Linked DNA regions of Anser cygnoides: all the other regions are linked to region 2. Evidence: chromatin contacts called from public Hi-C data. All regions are on one chromosome and are shown on one strand. Each heading gives the region's core, a stretch centred on a gene start, on an enhancer-like site or on the middle of the called end of the contact. The rest is flanking DNA. Distances are from core to core; before and after follow the strand shown. Region 1 holds the start of ATP1A1 (ATPase Na+/K+ transporting subunit alpha 1). Region 2 overlaps LOC125179971 (a long non-coding RNA gene). Region 3 holds the start of PLA1A (phospholipase A1 member A).

Region 1 (2,700 bases), core at 60-2,559, 50 kb after region 2:
ACAATGCGGAGTCGGGTAGTGTCTGAGCAGCACTGTGGAAGCACACACCACCTGTAGGCAGCAGGCGGGGACAGGGCCGCCACCTCTGCGCCTCCGGGCACCTCACAGCTCTGCCTTCCACGTGGAAGCAGAGCCGGCCGGGAACATTTTGTTTCTGCTCCCCAGCCGGGCATCTGACCGTAACATCCAACTTCAAGTTCCCACTTCTGTTTTCAAGAGCCTTCAAATGCGTTTATAGTTAAGAGATATAATCTGGATTAAGGACTTCTTGCTGCGGGCTGAAGGCTGGAAGGAAGCCGGGCTGACACAGCGCCTTGTGAGCGCATAGAAACTGCTGCACAGCATGCTGGGAGGCTTTTATCAGCCCAATTAGCAGGATAGACATGATAAAGTCATGAATGATCACCTTCCTTATGCTATCAAGCCTTATCTGCCCTCGCGGCTACTAATAAGCAAATTGGCGCTAATAAGCAGCCCTTTATCCTGTCACACCCCCCGGCCACACACCCCCGCGGGGGCCTGCTGTCTCAACAAGTCTAAAGTACTCCTGCAGAGGCCAGGAGCCACGAGAGCGGCCGCGCTGCCCGGCTCGGCTCCAGAAGGGCAGGAGATAACCGCAGCCTCCTCCAGCACCGGTCCGAGGACCCCCCCCGGGGCCCCGGGGGGCCGCGCACCAGGCCGGGCTCCGCGCCTCGCAGGGGCGCCAGGCGCTCCCTCCGCGGCCATTTCCAGCGCCGCCCAGGCTCCGCACAGCCCTCCGGGGGCGGCGGCGCCGCTGGGGAGCCGCCTCCAGCCGTCCCTCCCTGGTTCCCCGATCCTTTCTCCCTCCCTCCCTCCCTCCCCGGAGCGGGCGGCAGCCCAGCACCGAGATGTGTCGGGGCGGCCCCGGCGCCGCCCTCCGGCGGCAACCCCACCGCACACGACATGGCCGCCCCCCCGCCTCCCGGCGCGGAGCGGACAAAGCGGGGGGCGAGCGGCTGCCGGGCAGCCCTCACCCCCGGCCGGCAGACCCCCCCCCGCCCCCGAAGCCCCCTCCCCGGAGCAGCAGCGGCGCCCCCCGGCCCCGCCGCTCACCCCCTTGCCCATGGTGCGGGGCGGCGGCGTGCAGACCACGCGGCAGGCGACGAGGAGCGGGGCTCAGCGCGGCCCGGCAGGTGCGGAGCGACGGCAGCGCCCGGCCGCCACCACCGTGCTCCTTCAGCGGCTGCTCGCTCTCTCCCCCCGCTGTCCCCTCGTCGTCGTCGTTCGTCTACCTCCGGCACCGCTGCTCCAGCCGCAACTCCAAAATTCCGCCGGCTTCCCGCCGGATAAAGAGCCCCGGCTGCACCGCCCCGCCCCGCTCGCCGCACCGCCCCTTGCGGGCGGGGAGCCGCCGGGGACGGGGGCAGGCTTTGGGTGGGAGCCATGCCCGCAGACCAGACCTTAGGGTGCCTCCGGGCTTGTCTCGGCTGCGCCTCGCCGAGGGGAGCGGAGCCCCGGGGAGGGCCGGGGGCTCCTGCTTGGCCCTGCTGGCCCGGGGCGAGGCCGCCGGAGGGCGCTGCGCCGGCCCCCGCTGCCGCCGCCATGTCGGGTCGGCGCCGCTGCCCCGTGAGGGGCCGCCTGCAGGGCCGTGTCCCCTCAAAGGCGGCCGTGTGGAGCCCCGAGGGACCCTGCCGTGAGGGGCTGGATGCCTCCCCAGGTCCTCGCCTGACCCTGCTGCTGCCCTCGGTGACGGCGGGCTGCGCTGGGTAGACGTGGTGCCCAAAGTGTTTCATACCTCCCGAGGTTAAAGCTCATTGTCTGTGCTAGGAGATGCGTAAATACTGGTAAAAACCGCATCTTTAAAGCTTTGTGATTACTGCAAACGGGGGCCGGGACCACAGTGAAGATTTATAGAGTGTATTTCCATGCCCTCTGCTGCGCAGAGCACCTAACAAGGTGATGATACCTATAGTTCCTTTACACTTGAAAATGTGGCAAAGACAGATTCAGAAGCCATAGCTCTGCGCATTTGCTCTTTACTTCTCTCTTTACACTCTAGCAAAGATAATCAGTTTGTGCTCTTTCACATTCTTGACAGCTTAGAAGAGCCATCAGGACCCTCTATATACCTGGAAGTGCCCAGGGACAGCCACCAAGGAAGTGTTTTGGTAGCCAGTTCCCTGCAGGAGAACTTGCTACCTTGCTGAGGGCCCCAAACACATTGGATTATATCTGTGAGGGCATTGGGATCACTGTTGTGGAAGAGAAAAACTTACATTTAGATAAGTATGGAAGTAGGTAAGTATGGAAACTTACATTTAGGTAAGTACAGTTCTTTTTGGATAAGTGGAGGGTTGAAGCTCCCCTCAGCAGGAGAAGAGAACTGAACTCAGTCTGTAAAAGTCCTGGACAAGAGCTTTCTGATCAAACTGTTTGCCCACAGGCCCGTGTATGTAACAGGAAGGGATGCCACCACAACCATGGCAGATGACTGATCTAAAGGCTGGTGTGAGGCACCGCACCACTGGTGGAGCTTGATGCTGTCGCTGTGTCCTGGACTTGCTTTTGGAGCTTCTGATGGATGCGGTGTATGTGCAGACAAATGAACATTGATCCATCGTGGGATTCCAGCTGGACTTAGAAATGGCTTGGCCTGCTCAGTACCGAGGCACTTCTGGGACCCAACATAGTGAACTTTAAAGTAAAAACCTGCGATGAGCTCAGATGCGATTGTAGATG
Region 2 (2,700 bases), core at 96-2,595:
AGACTGTTGGACTAAGCAGGGCAGCAAAGCTTGGCTGGCAGCCTTCACGAGACGTGGAGAAGCAGTCACCTGGCACAAGCCATCAGGAGCACTCATGGCCTGAAGAGCGCAGAGAGTGGAGGAGGCCTCAGAAGGAAACTGATGGGGGGTCAGGTTGGGAAGAAGTGGGTGTGAGGGTCCAGCCTAAAAGTTTCTTGGTGCATGAGGACTGGAAATAAGTGGGAGCTGTGTGAATTGCATAAGCCAAAGTCCCTCCCACATTCACTGATCTGCCCTGAGAGCTGAGGTTGTGAAACCTTGGAAACCTGCAGCACGGAGGTGCTCACTTGGACACACACTGCTGCTGACGGCACAGCTCGGGGTATCCTAACCCACGCCACGCAGGCTGTGTTGTGCAGTGAATATTCAGCCCTCGGTCAAAGCCCAGCTGTCTCACCGAGGGGATGGTTTCCAGAAGGAGCCACATTCCTGACTGTGAGGAGCTGAAAGGACTGCATATGGGCTATGCCTTAAAATAGACAGAGATATAGGAACACAGCTCATTTCCCAGGCAGCATGGACACGTGCTGACATCTCAGGCGTTTGCTCACAGGGGGAAGTGCTGCTAAAACTACAGCTGACAACCTTGGTGACAAATGTCACTGGTTGCCTTGGGGTCATTTTCAATAATGTAAAGGATTCTGGTGGAGATTTTTTTTTCCAGCAAAATTTGCCTCAGCTTTATTGTATTCTGCCTCTGTAAAAGGCAAGTTGAATGGGAAATAGATTCCCCCTCTACCAAATAATCTAGATATTAAGGAAAAGTATGTGTCCTGAGTTGGCATAAAAAGTTAAAATCTCTAACTTCTCAAAGAATTGATATTTTACTAGAAAAAAATCTCTTTTTGTTCAGTTGAAATGTTTTCTTTCAGCAACCTAAATGTTTTATTTAGAACCACTTATGTACAGTTAGCCTTCTCCTTTTTATTGACTAAGCATTGCAAATCTATGGTGAAGATCTTTTTTACTTTAAAAAATGTCTAAATATTATGGTACTTACAAAAGTGATCCCCTGAGCAATATTTCAAGCTGACATGTTCTTTGAAAGCCGCGCTTCCCCTGGAAATGATTTGGATGTGATTAACTTCCATTAAAATTTGAAAAACAGTTTGGCAGAAGGTTTCTAGCAAATTCTACTGAAACCTGTATCTCTGAGCTGTAAAACTCTTCCTGATGGTTTGCGAACTATGCAGCGATGGGTTGCAAGACAGATCTTTTTGATGGCGGTGAGAGAACTCAGTGAGATGAATTTCTCTTGGCTGCCTTTCTTATTCTAGCTACATTTGCTCTTTGAAGTAGTTGTTACATGGTCCCCCAGAAATAATACACCAGAGTGTCAGCTGTTTCTGGAAAACGCTGTGTGTAGTGTGTGTGAGGCTCGAAGTGCTGTTGGGACAGTGCTTGGCAGGTAGGAATAAACATGCTACAGCCATTCAGACGTTGCTGGTGGAGAAACCCAAGCACCAGCAAAGTAAGGCAGGTCAGAGCACAACATAAATGAGCAGATGAATGAGAAATTATCTTTTTCTTTACTGCCCGCCTCTTGCTGAGCTCTCCAGCCAGCACAGCCCCACTGCCTTGTGGTGTTGACTGGAGTATGTGGCAGCAGGCGACGGCGTGAGTTAATAATTAAACAAAAAAGCGTCATTACTCCCCTTGCCACTGCTGTCCCTCCCATAAATATCCTGCGTGGTAGAGAAATGATCCTGTGCAATGAGAACAAAGAAGACTTTTCAGGATGAGCAGATTTTCCTCTGCTGGAGACCTGCTCTCACTTTTCTCACTGCTCTCACCGGTGTTGGAAGGTTAATGCACTTGGTCTCCATAAAGGTGGAGTTCAGAAAAGACGGATGAAAAGGACACAGGGACAATCATAGCACTGATTTCCATGAATAATCTCCGCAGATGTTAGCCAGAGCCATTTCCTTATCAGAGAATACATTTCTAATAGCAATGCTTCAGAGTCTGGAAGGAAACATCTTAAAGTTACCTTTGGCATTTCAAGGCTAGAACAATTTTCACCGAGCTTCTCTGGACCTCTAGATAAAATATTAACTCTGAACTGGGTGCAGAGGCCCCAGCAGGCTGTAAAGCAGCAGCACAGATGAGGAGACAGGCTCTGGGACAGAGATGGTGAGATAGCATCCATGTCTTTAAAACCAATCTGTGTCTAGATTCACCTGACTGACACACCTGCTGACTCCCCAAAACCTTTGGCTGCACATCACAAAAAAAAAAAAAAAGGCTTGCAGGCAAGCTCCACAGATGCCAGGCCCAGGAAGGGGTCCCCTTTGCTGAAAAAGCTGGTCACCCTAACTCTGGAAGGGAAAAGTGGAGAGCCACCGTAATTTCTCTGCTGTGAAGCCTCTCTGAAGCCCCTTCTCTCACACCAGTCCAGCTCCAGCAGCTCCCAGTGATGCTGAGTGGCACCTGCTGGCCTCCGGCATTTGCACTGGGGCATTATCAGTGCCTCTGAGCTCCTGCCCAGCCTCTGTCCTGCCAGGTGCATAGGTGTTTGGCCCACATCCATAATGTGGAGTTCAGGTGCTTAAACTCCTGCATGGAGACAGATAACTGAGCCTCTGCCTTTCTCTGCTCTGCAGAGTGGCCTCGTGGTGGCAGAGCACTGTGGGGTGGCTGGGAAGAAACAGATGGGCAGAA
Region 3 (2,700 bases), core at 154-2,653, 48 kb before region 2:
CAAAATAACAACACCTCAAACCAGTAGATAGTACAAAATTGGGCAAATTTTGACTATAAATGAAGCAAGGAGATGCAGAGCAGTATGTATGGCTAGGCAGCAGCACAAGTTACCCACAGAAGAGCTGGACTGCCTATCATTTGGCATTTCAGAGGACCGGCTGCTATTCTGTAGAGGTTGTAGAATGCAAGATATTGGAATGACTGAAGGGCTAACGGGATGAAACTTATTAAACCATGATGAGCAGGAAGGCAAACAATTGATTAAATGATCTCTTCTGATCTAAAAATGTTTACTCTATGAACTGGCATAGTTGCTTTGTGCTGAAATGACAACGCATGCCCCTTCCCTTTTCTGGACTGGAGGAAGTGGAACAGCCTTGAATTTGTACGTAATAAATAAATAAATAAATAAATAAATAAAAACCCAAACAATCAGCTTCCTAACCACTGCCTGTTCCCACAGAAGATATTCTACAGCAGCTAGGTGGAACATGGCCTAAGGCTCAGTGCAAAGAAACGAAATTCAACACTCAAAATTCCCCCCTGTGGGATGTGTCTGTCCCCTACTGCTGTCTGTTTCGGTGTTCCTGGGGACTGAAGGGAAAAGAGAAAGAGTTGTTCTCTGAAATCAGTTTAGAAATACTGCTGCTCATGAGCCAGCTTCTCTAGAAAGGGTGCACTCAGTGAAAGTGTGGTGCGTGTCCAGAATGGCGTCAGACGAGGGGGAATTGTGAGTAAAGAGAATCACAACTAAACAGAGAAATGGACATGCGGCGTCTGTTTATTTTGTTTCAGCTACTGCATATTCCGCTTGCTCAGCTTGCAAAGAAGGAGGTGCCATGTCCAGAGGTCAAGTGGTCTGTTTTGCACCTCCTTACGTTTCAGAGTAATTGTGGATCATTCTTTTAAATTAAGTTAGTGGAGTGAAATCAGTGAGATAGCTTCAATCAAAGCATGGGAAAAGAAAGGACCCATTCTTGTGGTATCTAACTAGATTATAGGAAGGACCTCTTGAAACACTGTTTTTTTTAGGTAGAATTGAAATCAGGCCCTTCTATGTAAAGCCTTAAATCCCTTGCTAAGCACTCATGTCTTTCTTACCTGCTTGTGCTGAACTAAGCAGCAAGATGACAGCAAGAACGAAGAGGGGTTTTCTCTTCAGATCCTCAACCATCTTCATGTTAGTCCACTACAGGTACAAGGGTTGTACACAGAAAAAGAGACGTGGTGGGCTGGTCAATCAGCTTGCGTCTGTCAATGATCAACTAGGCTGTTTCTTTTGGGAAAAAAGGGGTAGGTGCAATCACCTCTGCTCTTGTTTGACCATTAGACAAAGTCTGTGTCAGCAGAGGGCTTCACTGATATTTTGGTTTAAAAAGACGCTGACACCCCTTTCCTTCCTACTTCCCTTTCCTGAAGGCAAAATTATTGCCTCAGAAATCGGCTAGTGAAACTAGTTGCAGCAACCGACAGACAGAGCTTTATGCTTGTCACCTAGCCCTGTCTCCTAGGCTCTCAGTGGGGACACCGATTAGTCACAAGGCTTCAGAATATGCCAGTGCCAGGAAGGCTTGTAGCAGAGCCTTGCATCTGAATATTTTCCTATTGCATTGATGTCTCTTTCCAGTTGTCCTGGTTTTGGGTAGGATAGAGTTGATTTTCCTCCTAGGAGCTGGTCTGGTGCTGTGTTTTGGATTGAGGATGAGAATAATGTTGATAACACACTGATGGTTTAATTGCTGCAGAGCAGTGCTTACACTAAGCCACAGACTTTTCAGCTTCTCACACCACCCTGCTAGTGAGAAGGCTGGGGGTGCAGCAGGAGCCGGGAGGGGACGGAACCAGGACAGCTGACCCCAGCTGGCCAAAGAGATATTCCATAATGTATTATGCCATGGTGAGCAATTAATACGGGGTGGCTGGCCTTGGGGCGGGCCTGGCGGCTGCCCCAGCCTCTCCTCCAGCACAGAGGAAGCAACAGAGGGAACAGGCATCAGAGCTGGTGCAGCCCTGCATGGGGACAGCGGACAGAAGGGCCTAAAGCTCCTGGATGTTGAAGTTAAACCCCAGCAGGCAGCTGAGCACTACACAGCTGCTCACTCACTCACCCCAGGTGGGATGGGGGACAGAATCAGAGAGGTAAAAACGTAAGAATTTATGGACTAAGATAAAGACATTTTATTAGGTAAAGGAAAAGCCATTCATGGAAGCAAAGTAAAACAAGGAATTCATTCAGTGCTTCCCATGGGCAGGCAGGTGGTCAGCCACTTCCAGGAAAGCAGGGCTCATCATGTGTAATGGTTTCTTGGGAAGACAAACATCAACACTCAGTGCTTCCCCCCCCCCCAGTTCCTCCTTCTTTACCCCAGCTTTTATTGTTGAGCATGATGACGTATGGTATGGAATATCTCTTTGGTCAGTCTGGGTTGGCTGTCCTGGCTGCGTCCCCTCCCAGCTTCTTAGGCACCCCAGCCTCCTCGCTGGCAAGGCAGCATGAGAAGTAGAAAAGTCCTTTGCTCTGTGTAAGCACTGCTCTGCAAAAACTAAAAACTTTGCGATAACAAACCAATGAAGTGCCTGTACACCAATGCACGTAGCATGGGGAATAAGCAGGAGGAGTTAGAAATTCGTGTTCAGTCAGGAGACTATGATCTAGTGGCAATTACAGAGACATGGTGGGACAGCTCACATGACTGGA

What was found. Hi-C and Micro-C count contacts between places; a contact is called where the count stands out from the background.
Region 1: a contact with region 2 is called in a Hi-C map of liver, with 2.4 times the contacts expected there. The contact joins the promoter of ATP1A1 here to the enhancer-like site in region 2. A contact is called at or near these places in 4 of 7 Hi-C or Micro-C datasets (granulosa cells and liver).
Region 3: a Hi-C map of liver shows a contact between it and region 2, with 15 times the contacts expected there. The contact joins the promoter of PLA1A here to the enhancer-like site in region 2. A contact is called at or near these places in 2 of 7 Hi-C or Micro-C datasets (both in liver).

What each region holds. Positions count from the first base shown.
Region 1 is chr1:99,525,008-99,527,707 of Taihu_goose_T2T_genome, reverse strand. ATP1A1 (ATPase Na+/K+ transporting subunit alpha 1) reads right to left here and starts at 1,309. Exons shown (of 23, transcript XM_048047673.2): 1 at 1,075-1,309. The coding sequence starts at 1,086.
Region 2 is chr1:99,575,111-99,577,810 of Taihu_goose_T2T_genome, reverse strand. It overlaps LOC125179971 (a long non-coding RNA gene), which reads left to right. Exons shown (of 3, transcript XR_007158121.2): 3 at 1-1,512. Among named protein-coding and RNA genes, the nearest start is that of CD58, 42 kb to the left of the region's middle. Within about 2 kb of position 1,345, at least 2 of the 3 cell types and tissues checked have open chromatin away from gene starts, as enhancers often do. A contact at or near this core is called in liver, where this site is marked.
Region 3 is chr1:99,623,112-99,625,811 of Taihu_goose_T2T_genome, reverse strand. It overlaps PLA1A (phospholipase A1 member A), which reads right to left and starts at 1,403. Exons shown (of 11, transcript XM_013183357.3): 1 at 1,104-1,403. The coding sequence starts at 1,182.